2 separate regions of the Triticum aestivum genome follow, and region 1 is linked to region 2. A link is a contact called in public Hi-C data. All regions are on one chromosome and are shown on one strand. The core of a region is the stretch at or near the end of the contact, and the rest is flanking DNA. Distances in the headings are between cores, read along the strand shown.

Region 1 (4,655 bases), core at 2,054-4,553, 43 kb after region 2:
CAAATAAATATTTAGACAAAACCTAAATATTTATAATGGTCAATAGCAGACAAACATATGCATCAACTATATAATAATTCCAAACGAACAAACATTATGAACCATACTAGTTAAGCAATCAAACGTCATTCAACTACATGAGTTGAAATGATCTAGGTCTAGCGCTAAAACAACATTAAAATGGAATAGGATCAACTCCATTATATCAACCAATTCATGGTCAAACAGTTAACAAGAAACTATACAACACATGGAACAAATGGATGCACAGCGATCCTAGGCATGATATGATTAAGAGTAACAATCAACCAAGAATAACTATTTGGATGAATCCAAATACTTATAATGGTTAACAACAATCAAAGACTAAACATAAATCATAAAAACTATTAGCAAACATTTCTATAAAAGAAGACAAACCAATACTAACCAAAGTAGAAACTAATTAAACAACTTAATAATAACACACATCTCACACAATACATGTGAGTATAGATTCACTAGATGTATAAGCATAACACAAGCATGACACATACGAGTGATCATGATAAGATATTAAACTAGAATATGGTCTTACTACTAAAGAACAACTAATATTCAAGTAACCACTAGCAATAAGATTACCACTTCATGCTTACATAACAGATCAAACTATGCACACTAAGCATATGAGGAAGATACAACTCAACTAACATGAAAGGTAAACTATCTTAAGCACGTGCTAAACTATCGCAACAAGACCCAACACTCCTGAGGCTACCATAAGATCAAAGTGATCATCCATAAGAACGCACAAGAGACTAAGTACTCAACTATATTACATAGATAAAACAAGACATGAAAGATCACTTACATGAGTGACAACTAGACATATAACAATGCAACAAGTAGATATGAAGAAGTCTAGGCATACAAAAATGTAATAGTAAGGTAGACTAGATATAACACTAAGCATGGATGATCATGACGCAAGATGCCAAACTATGCTACCAGTAGAATACAACTTATAACTATGACATAACTTAGTTGATATCAACTAACATGACTATCAAGAATGGCATTAGCACACAACACTATCATGCTAGTTGTGACTTACAAGCAAAAGGAAAAAACATACTAAGCAAGTACACATCTAGGTCATGGCATCAATCACATCAAGCAGTGTGCTATACTAGCATGAATAACATGAAGACATGTATTTTTACCTAGTACAACCTAGACTTGGTAATACATAACTGGACAACCTAGGCATCATAGAAATCACGGGTTGTTACACACATGTTATGCAATCTATTTATACAATCCCAACAACATGGCATAGTATTGATCAACCAAGAAGTTGCTCAATAAAAGAATGTACAAGATCAACAAATTACTATAATGTAAATCAAGGCTAATCATATGTGTAGTCATTCAACGCAAACTAGAAATGATATAGTACATGATACGCATACAACCAAACATTCATTCTACTATAAGCAATTGTTAACACGGCATGGCAATAAACTAATATAAATAAACACACATGATAATCATCAATATGCAATAAACTAGTTTTATTCCATCAGAGTGATTCTATATAGCAATACAAATATGAATGACATAAAGCATCCAACCATGAAATCATGGATAACAAACATCTAGAAAGAAGAGGAACAACTTGAGAATTATATTCTACGCAACAAACTATAATGCACTCATTTCCAATCAACAAGGCATTTTATTTGACATTTAGCATAAAGAAAACTATGCAAAACACCTACAAATGATGCCTAATAACTATTAGAGGCATGCCATGATTTCAAACCAATAAAACGAACATGCGACATGGACGGAAATGAATATGTAAATCATATCTAAGATATCACCATGCTAAACAAAATTAAATAGTCAAGGTATGAAGTATTTCATCAGTCGATAAACAAAGCAAAGCTTAGAATGATCTTACAAATTATATACATGGCGAACGTTCACCAAATATTGTACGCATGCATAAGAAAGGACACCATGACGCATAAAATGATATCAACACGAGACAACACACAAAACTATATTTAGTAACTCAAACAAAATCTAAACAAAACACTAAACATGGGAATAATTCCTAAAAAAACATTACACATGCATAAAAATAATTATATGTGGTCACACACATTATCGAGCCAAAACAATACATACAACAATTGTACTAATTTCAACAAGAGTAAAATAAATCTAATAAATCACATGACACACAAATTAAGAGATATCTAGCATACACTCATAAGAATATCAAGAACACATGAAAATAACATACTAGTATAGAATTTAACCATACTCGAAAGACCATTGAATTCTAAAAAAACGAGTATGATTATATCTATTCTACCGTTCACAAGATAGAACCAACAATCTAACTCCACCACTGAGTTTCTACAGCCACAAGATACATTTCATATATTGACCACAAGATCATTCGATGTACAGAAAACAAAAAAGACAAGTCGATGCCATCAAATCGAATTCGGTTTTGAACACACACGGCCAACAACATAGATAGGTTGAATCATGATGTCTAAGGGATACACTAGGTGATGACAAGTACGCGTGCAAAAGGAATTTGATAGAAGCTCACCAAGTTTGACGGAACGGTGCGATGAACTGGACGAACAATGTAGACGGACATGTGAAATTCTTCGCGTGTGATCTACAGAACACATTCCTTCTTCTCTGAATGGAGCTGCGGCATGGAGGAGTATCATCTGGCGCAAGGATTTGGATGGGGATGGCCTCCTTCATCAGGGTCGAGCACCGGTGTCCATGGAGCACCATTTGTTTGCAGAGTGTTCTGGAGAGAAAAGAGGAAGGGAGAGGCAGGAGTTTGTGCGGGGTGGAAGAAGAGGTGGAGGCGCACAATAAGGAGGGGCTGCAGTTTTGGGAACTGATGGGATTTATGGGAAAGAGGGAGGGATGTTTCTCTTATGTACGTGTGGCTGTATGTTTCTTCTATGTGTGTGTGGGTGGAGGGAGCGTACATAGGAAGGAAGAGGAAGGAGAATAGGCGCTGGTTGGGAGAGAAAGGAAGTTGAGAGAAATAGGCAGGGAGGAGGAATTAAAAGAAGGGCATCAGTTAACATGCGTGGTGGCTGTTGAGGTTTCCTCTTCTGTTTTTTTTTTTTTTGAAATAAGGTTTCCTCTTCTGTTAGTTGTGAACGTGAACGTACAGGAAGGAGAGGAGGTGCTCGCTAGGAGAGCTGGGTGTTAGGCCCAGTTTGGCTAGGCCCAAGTGGGACAGAAAGAAAAATAAAAGTTGGCCTTTGGCCCATTCGTGTTGAGAGAACAGGGAATAAAAAAATAAAGTTGTTGTAGAAGGGACCTCCTATGTGCCGCGTTATGCGGCAAACTGGCGAAGCTTCGCAGAGGCGTCGAACCAACGGGCCGGCCCAGGTAGCCAACCCCGCAAAGCGATTTTTTTTAAAGAAAACGATTTGCGCTTCGCGCTGGGCTCTAACTCGCGACGCTTCCTCGTCTATTCACGAACCATGCCGCTGGAGTTGAACACCTTCTGTGACAATTTCGTAGCGCAATCATTTAAGTAGCGGGACTCGCATAAAATTCCTAAAAAAGATGGACTCATAAGGTTTCGAACTCAGCACCTCCTGTGGTCAAGAAGTGGTAAATAACCACTGCAATACATAATTTTGCTGTCTAAATGTTGCAGCGCCGCTTATAATAACTGTAAAAGGAGACAGATCTATTTCTTCCTTTGAGAATTTTGAATGCGTTACTATTTAGGAAAGCAAATATTTATTGAATAAAAAATATTTCAAAATTGTGAACAAATTTACAAAGTTGGAAATATTAGAAAAGTGAACATTTTGTGGAAGAGTCAAACAATTTTCAATCTTGAACAAATTTTAGAAAAGAGGGAAAATTTTGAACAAATTTGAAAACATTAACATTTTTCCAAAATGTGAACATTTTTGGAATAAATGGAACATTTAGTGAAACTCTGAACAAAAATCTGAAAAGCGAACAATTTTGGCATATGTGAACAATTTATGAAACTGTGAACAATATTAGGGAGAGGCAAGCTTTTTATGAATATCTTGAACTTTCTTTCAATTTGTGAACAAAATTCGAGAAATCAAGAACTTTTCTGAACTTTTGAACACTTTTGTAAATCCCGAACAAAAATGTAGAACCAATATTTTTTGAATCCTGAACATATTTTCCAATTGTGAAGACTTTTAGAACAAGTGAACATTTATTTAACAATTTGAAAAAAACTCAAATTTCTTTTTTATTAAAGAGAACAAATTTTGAAAAAAGTGACCATTTCATGAAAATTTGGAAACCTCTTGAACAATTTTGAAACCTGAACATTTTCTGAAATTCCCAAACGATTTTTAACCAGTGAACAAAATTTGAAAACAGGACCAATTTTTGGGATTCAAAATAATTTCAAACCACAAATATTTTGGGAAAACTCCTGAACCTATTTTGAATTTGTGAACAGATTTCAGAAAATGGGAACATTTTTTGAAAAAATGAACTATTCAAAAAATCCTGAACATATTTGGAACGTATTTTTTTTTTGATTTCTGAACAAAATTGAAAAAAGGAAAATTCAGAAATTCTGAATTCAAACTTTTTCTAAAATAAAAAAAGAGAAA
Region 2 (4,600 bases), core at 570-3,069:
ACGTCATAGAAAAAGCAACACATAAGAATTATAGTTAAGGTTGCCAATAATCATTGTTATTCTTAAACAACAGCTGGACCACTAAAACAATCATGCTCAGATAAATTTCAGCAGACCATAAAATTAGGAGTTCCATAAAGAAAAAGACATACCATCTGCCGTACTTCCCTCCATGTAAGTCCGAATGACGGCAAATCATATCTAACATGGCTTAGCTTGTGTTCCCATGTCAACTCTGGAATTTGTCCACGACAAACCTTTTCCTGACAAGTCAAAGCACCATTTTAAACTCAAATCTGATGGAGGCGCTAAATAAGCAAAAAAGGAGTAACTATTTCCCTCTTTTTCCTTTTCTTTTAAACTTGATCCACACATTCAGATTGGTGGTTAACTATGGATGATGTGCACAATAATCATCTGTCTTTATGTACACTATCAAGTATTCTGGACTACATGCTACAAGGATTTGCTTGTCAACGGAGAGCAAACAACTGTATTGAGTAAAGGTGAATAACAATAGCTTTTTCCATGTAAAAAATCAAGACACAAACCCTTTTGCGTTTTCTGTCAGTCAAAGGGTACAAAAAAATTAAAATTGTCAGTAGAATTCACAAAGGCATCATGGTAAGAAACAAATCTGGTGGCAGCTTACAAGTGAATCTCGGAAGAAATAACTCACTGAATTAACGATACTTTGCGAAGATGAACTATTCAGAGAAACGCCATTTCGTGGCTCATGGACATCTTTCACCATTCTTTCTTCCTTCGAGCTGGGCCTGTAAACAGACTGAAATTTGAATATGTAACGAGTGTACTGTTTTGTACTATATTTCTTAACTATCTGAATATGTTCATTACAAAAAGCATATAGGATGGAACAAAAATTGTCAGATCAACTCGAGATAGGAACTCTGTCAGACACGAAGATACTGAATATCTAGCATCCAACTATCAACGGAGTTGCATGTGTAAAATATATATGGTATTTGGTGCGATGTAAATCTTAACATGATTGACTTTAGCGGCCTTCGTCACTATAATAGTGTATCTTAGACAAGTGCGGATAAGGCAGATGTAAACAGAGTTAGCAAAACCACGGTAAACTGAAGCTGACGACACTGCTGTGCTGACTCATCAAACTTCAATAATATAGTAATAAAAAGGATTCCTTGCTTTTACTTAATTGCAAACACAGACAAACAACGGACCACGGCATCTCATATAGTATCAGCGAGAAATGGATTTTTCTGAACAGAACAACAGACCACGCCAAATTCTCAACGCACGCATTGATTGGATGAAAAACAGTTTTATCATTCTATCCAACTGCATGCTGCAAACACTGCCCTTGGTAAATCGCAGAGCAAAGACAAGACTGGCAATCCTATCGGAGGAGGGAAGGAGTAAAATGGTGAGGATGATCCCCGCAAGAACACCCCCGAGAGGCAACGGCTGGGGCCAGACCGGGCGCGAAGAGGACCCCCTCCTAGAAATCGGGAGAGAAACCCTGAATAGATTCGAGCGACAATGGGGAGGAAGAATCTGACCTTTCTCGATCTGGAATCCGCTCGCCGGGGATCTGAGCTCCGCCCGCCCGCCCCAGAGACTAGTCTGAACACGGGAGCGCGTGAGATGGAAGAGAAGACGATGCCGCCCCGCAAGTAATCGTAACCACCACGCACCGACGTGGCTTCTTCACTTGTGGGATTAGTTTACCGGAGACCGGAGAAAAACCCACGATTTTGCGGAGCCGTTCTGCCGTGGGGCCAACTCCGGAAAGTGACATCTCGCAGGCAGGGTTGCTTGCTCCCGGACGGAGATTGATCATCACACAAATGACAAATCTGATGCTCTGCAGCTAAGGTAATGATTGTTTTTTTTCATTTTGAGGGAAAATAGTACCGTAAATTGTTTGTTAGTGTCACGAGACAACGTGTCTAGCAGCTGCTGCTGAGTCACTAAGAGTTTGCTACCTAAGCTACCTAACTTTGTAGGTGTGCATAACCTCTTACAGAACATTTCGAGAAAGTTGCGTATCTATGATTATGTTCTTTGTGATGAAACAAATGGTTTAGGTTCTAAACTTCGCATTGGTGGTCGTATTTTCTGAATTTAAGTCAGGCTTTCCGGATATATGCGTCTAGTGACGACTTTATCAATCTCAAGATGATATGATAACCCAGGCTCCCGAAGATGCTCACAAGGATATGGTATATGTGTGTACGCTTACAGGGAGATTGTAAGTGTGTATGCATGAGCGTCTCTGTTTATACCGTGTTAAAAAGTTAAATTATATTAAATTTAATTTTCCGAGAAATCTGCTAAATTAAATTAAATCAAACGAATTTCAGATGGTAAGCTGACTTTTCTCCGTTCAACTTCAAGCTTATGCACAATTGGTCGTGTTCGATCTCATAGTCGTTTTCCAACCATCAAGCGGAAACGCGCAAAAGTCTCACTGTTATGAGTTATACATATCACAAAGGGACTGAAGGTCTAGCCATTGATGTGACCATATGGTATCATCTTTCTTTTTCCGCTCAGTGAACCGTCCCTCTGAGAGCGATGCTCAGTCGGCATGCCACATGACAGAGTAAACTGCATGTTTCATCCCTATGCTTGCTGGCTTGTAACAAAACCATCCTTGTACTCGTAAAATGCTCCAATACAATCGTAAGACTTGCGAATATGTAACGGATACGGTCATGTGTACGCTTTGTGATACGTTGGGCCCTTTCCCCCACGTCAACTATGGGAGCTGGTCCAGTCGGACTGACTCACACGAGTGAACTTTAGAGTTTAGATGAGACAAGAGGGCCCCCAGGTAATCGATGGTTTCAGTTGTCGCCTCTGTTCGTGCGTCTTCGCTTCCCCGAGCACGATGTAGTTGTCGGCAGAGTAGGGTTTGATAGGAGGCGGAGATCATGGTTGTGGGGAACAGTCGGAGCGGACCGAGTCTTGATTGTCGTCTCCGCTATGAGCGCCACCGATGGCAACCATACATCACTTCAGTCCACTACAAACACCATTGTTGAAACTAGAATGCCAACATCACTTCAGTTCACATCAAACTGACCAAACCATAGCAAAAACTTAATCATAACAGTGCAAGTAGGCATTCATTTAGACAACAGAGCAGCCGGCTCCACCATGTCCTGGACACAATCTTCGTCATCGTCACGCTGCCTGAGCTTGGAACAAGAGCACATCTGGCTTGACGTGGCCTATGTGGCACACCCCCAATCCAATGGTCAGGCAGAATGTGATAACCAGGAGATTTTACGAGGTATCAAGCCCCCAACTCATGGTTCCTCTTGAGTGTACTCCTGGTTGTTGGGTTGAGGAAGTTCCCTCTGTCCTTTGGAGCATACGGACTACTCTCAATAGATCAACTAGTTATACACCATTTTTTATGGTTTACGATGTTGAAGCGGTGCTCCCGAGCGATATTCGTCACGATTCCCCCAGAGTGGCGGCTTATGTTGAAGCAGATAACGAAAAGGCTCAGCAAGATTTCCTTGATGCTTTGGAAGAGGAACGTGACTTTGCAGTATCCAAATCAGCAATATATCAGCAAGACCTATGTTGCTATCACAGTCGTAGAGTTCGCAGTCGTATGTTCCAGGAAGGCGACTTAGTGCTTCGATTGATTCAAGATTAGACTGGCATGCACAAGCTTTCACCTCCTTGGGAAGGACCTTTCATCATCAGTAAAGACCTCAACAACGGGTTATATTATCTGATTGATATACGTGAACACAAGAAGTCGCGTACATCTGAGGAGGAAACCAACAGGCCTTGGAACATTGCTCATATTCATCCTTATTACACTTAGAGCCACTGGCTCCAACTTTTATACATACATTACTGTATATATCTTTTTATGATCAATGATAATAAAGCCGGCACCCCGAAACTCGGGGTCTGTGTTGTTTCATCCAAACTATTGTGTATGAGTCTTATTCTTTGATCATAGGTCATTTGGGGGCTCCCAACTCAACGAGTTTAGCTCATAATAACCCTCTTGACTCGACACATGCTAGAATTTCCTTGTTAAACCTGCCTGTTTGCTTGATGCTCATCCGCCAAGATGACCCGACGTACTCTTGACAGTCAATCTATTATGACCCTGAACTTGTCAAGGTTAAAATGTTGGCAAGCTCATGAGAGAGCCGGCTTACAGAAAGCTAGGACAAAACAGAGGCTATCACGCCTGCTTCATTGAAGCAAGACTCAAGCCTCGAATGCGGATCTCTTTTATCAAGCCTAAAAGGGCGACTTGATTTTTATATGTTTTTTGTTTTGTTTTTACATCATTTTATGTTTTACAGGATTATTTCTTTTGGCTATAAGCCGTCGGGTCATTAATACTCAGGTTCATCCTGATCATAGCATTTCATCGCGACCATGAGTCGCCAGGGCTATAAGTCGTCGGGTCATTAATACTCCGAATCATCTTGATCATAGCATTTCATTGCGACCATGAGTCGACAGGTCTATAAAACGCCGGGTCATTTTTAGTCCTTTCAATCCAGACAAGGATCAACTATAGGCGGTTCATACATATATGACTCGTCCACTAATTGCTTCAGGAAAGCGC

What was found. Hi-C and Micro-C count contacts between places; a contact is called where the count stands out from the background.
Region 1: a contact with region 2 is called in a Hi-C map of leaf, with 2.5 times the contacts expected there. The contact joins the enhancer-like site here to the promoter of LOC123091221 in region 2. A contact is called at or near these places in 2 of 5 Hi-C or Micro-C datasets (both in leaf).

Annotation. Positions count from the first base shown.
Region 1 is chr4B:92,587,813-92,592,467 of IWGSC CS RefSeq v2.1, forward strand. No RefSeq gene overlaps it. Among protein-coding and RNA genes, the nearest start is that of LOC123091221, 42 kb to the left of the region's middle. Within about 2 kb of position 3,304, at least 4 of the 8 cell types and tissues checked have an H3K27ac peak or open chromatin away from gene starts, as enhancers often do. A contact at or near this core is called in leaf, where this site is marked.
Region 2 is chr4B:92,546,117-92,550,716 of IWGSC CS RefSeq v2.1, forward strand. It overlaps LOC123091221 (non-lysosomal glucosylceramidase), which reads right to left and starts at 1,820. Exons shown (of 20, transcript XM_044512654.1): 1 at 1,548-1,820; 2 at 680-776; 3 at 153-263. The coding sequence starts at 754.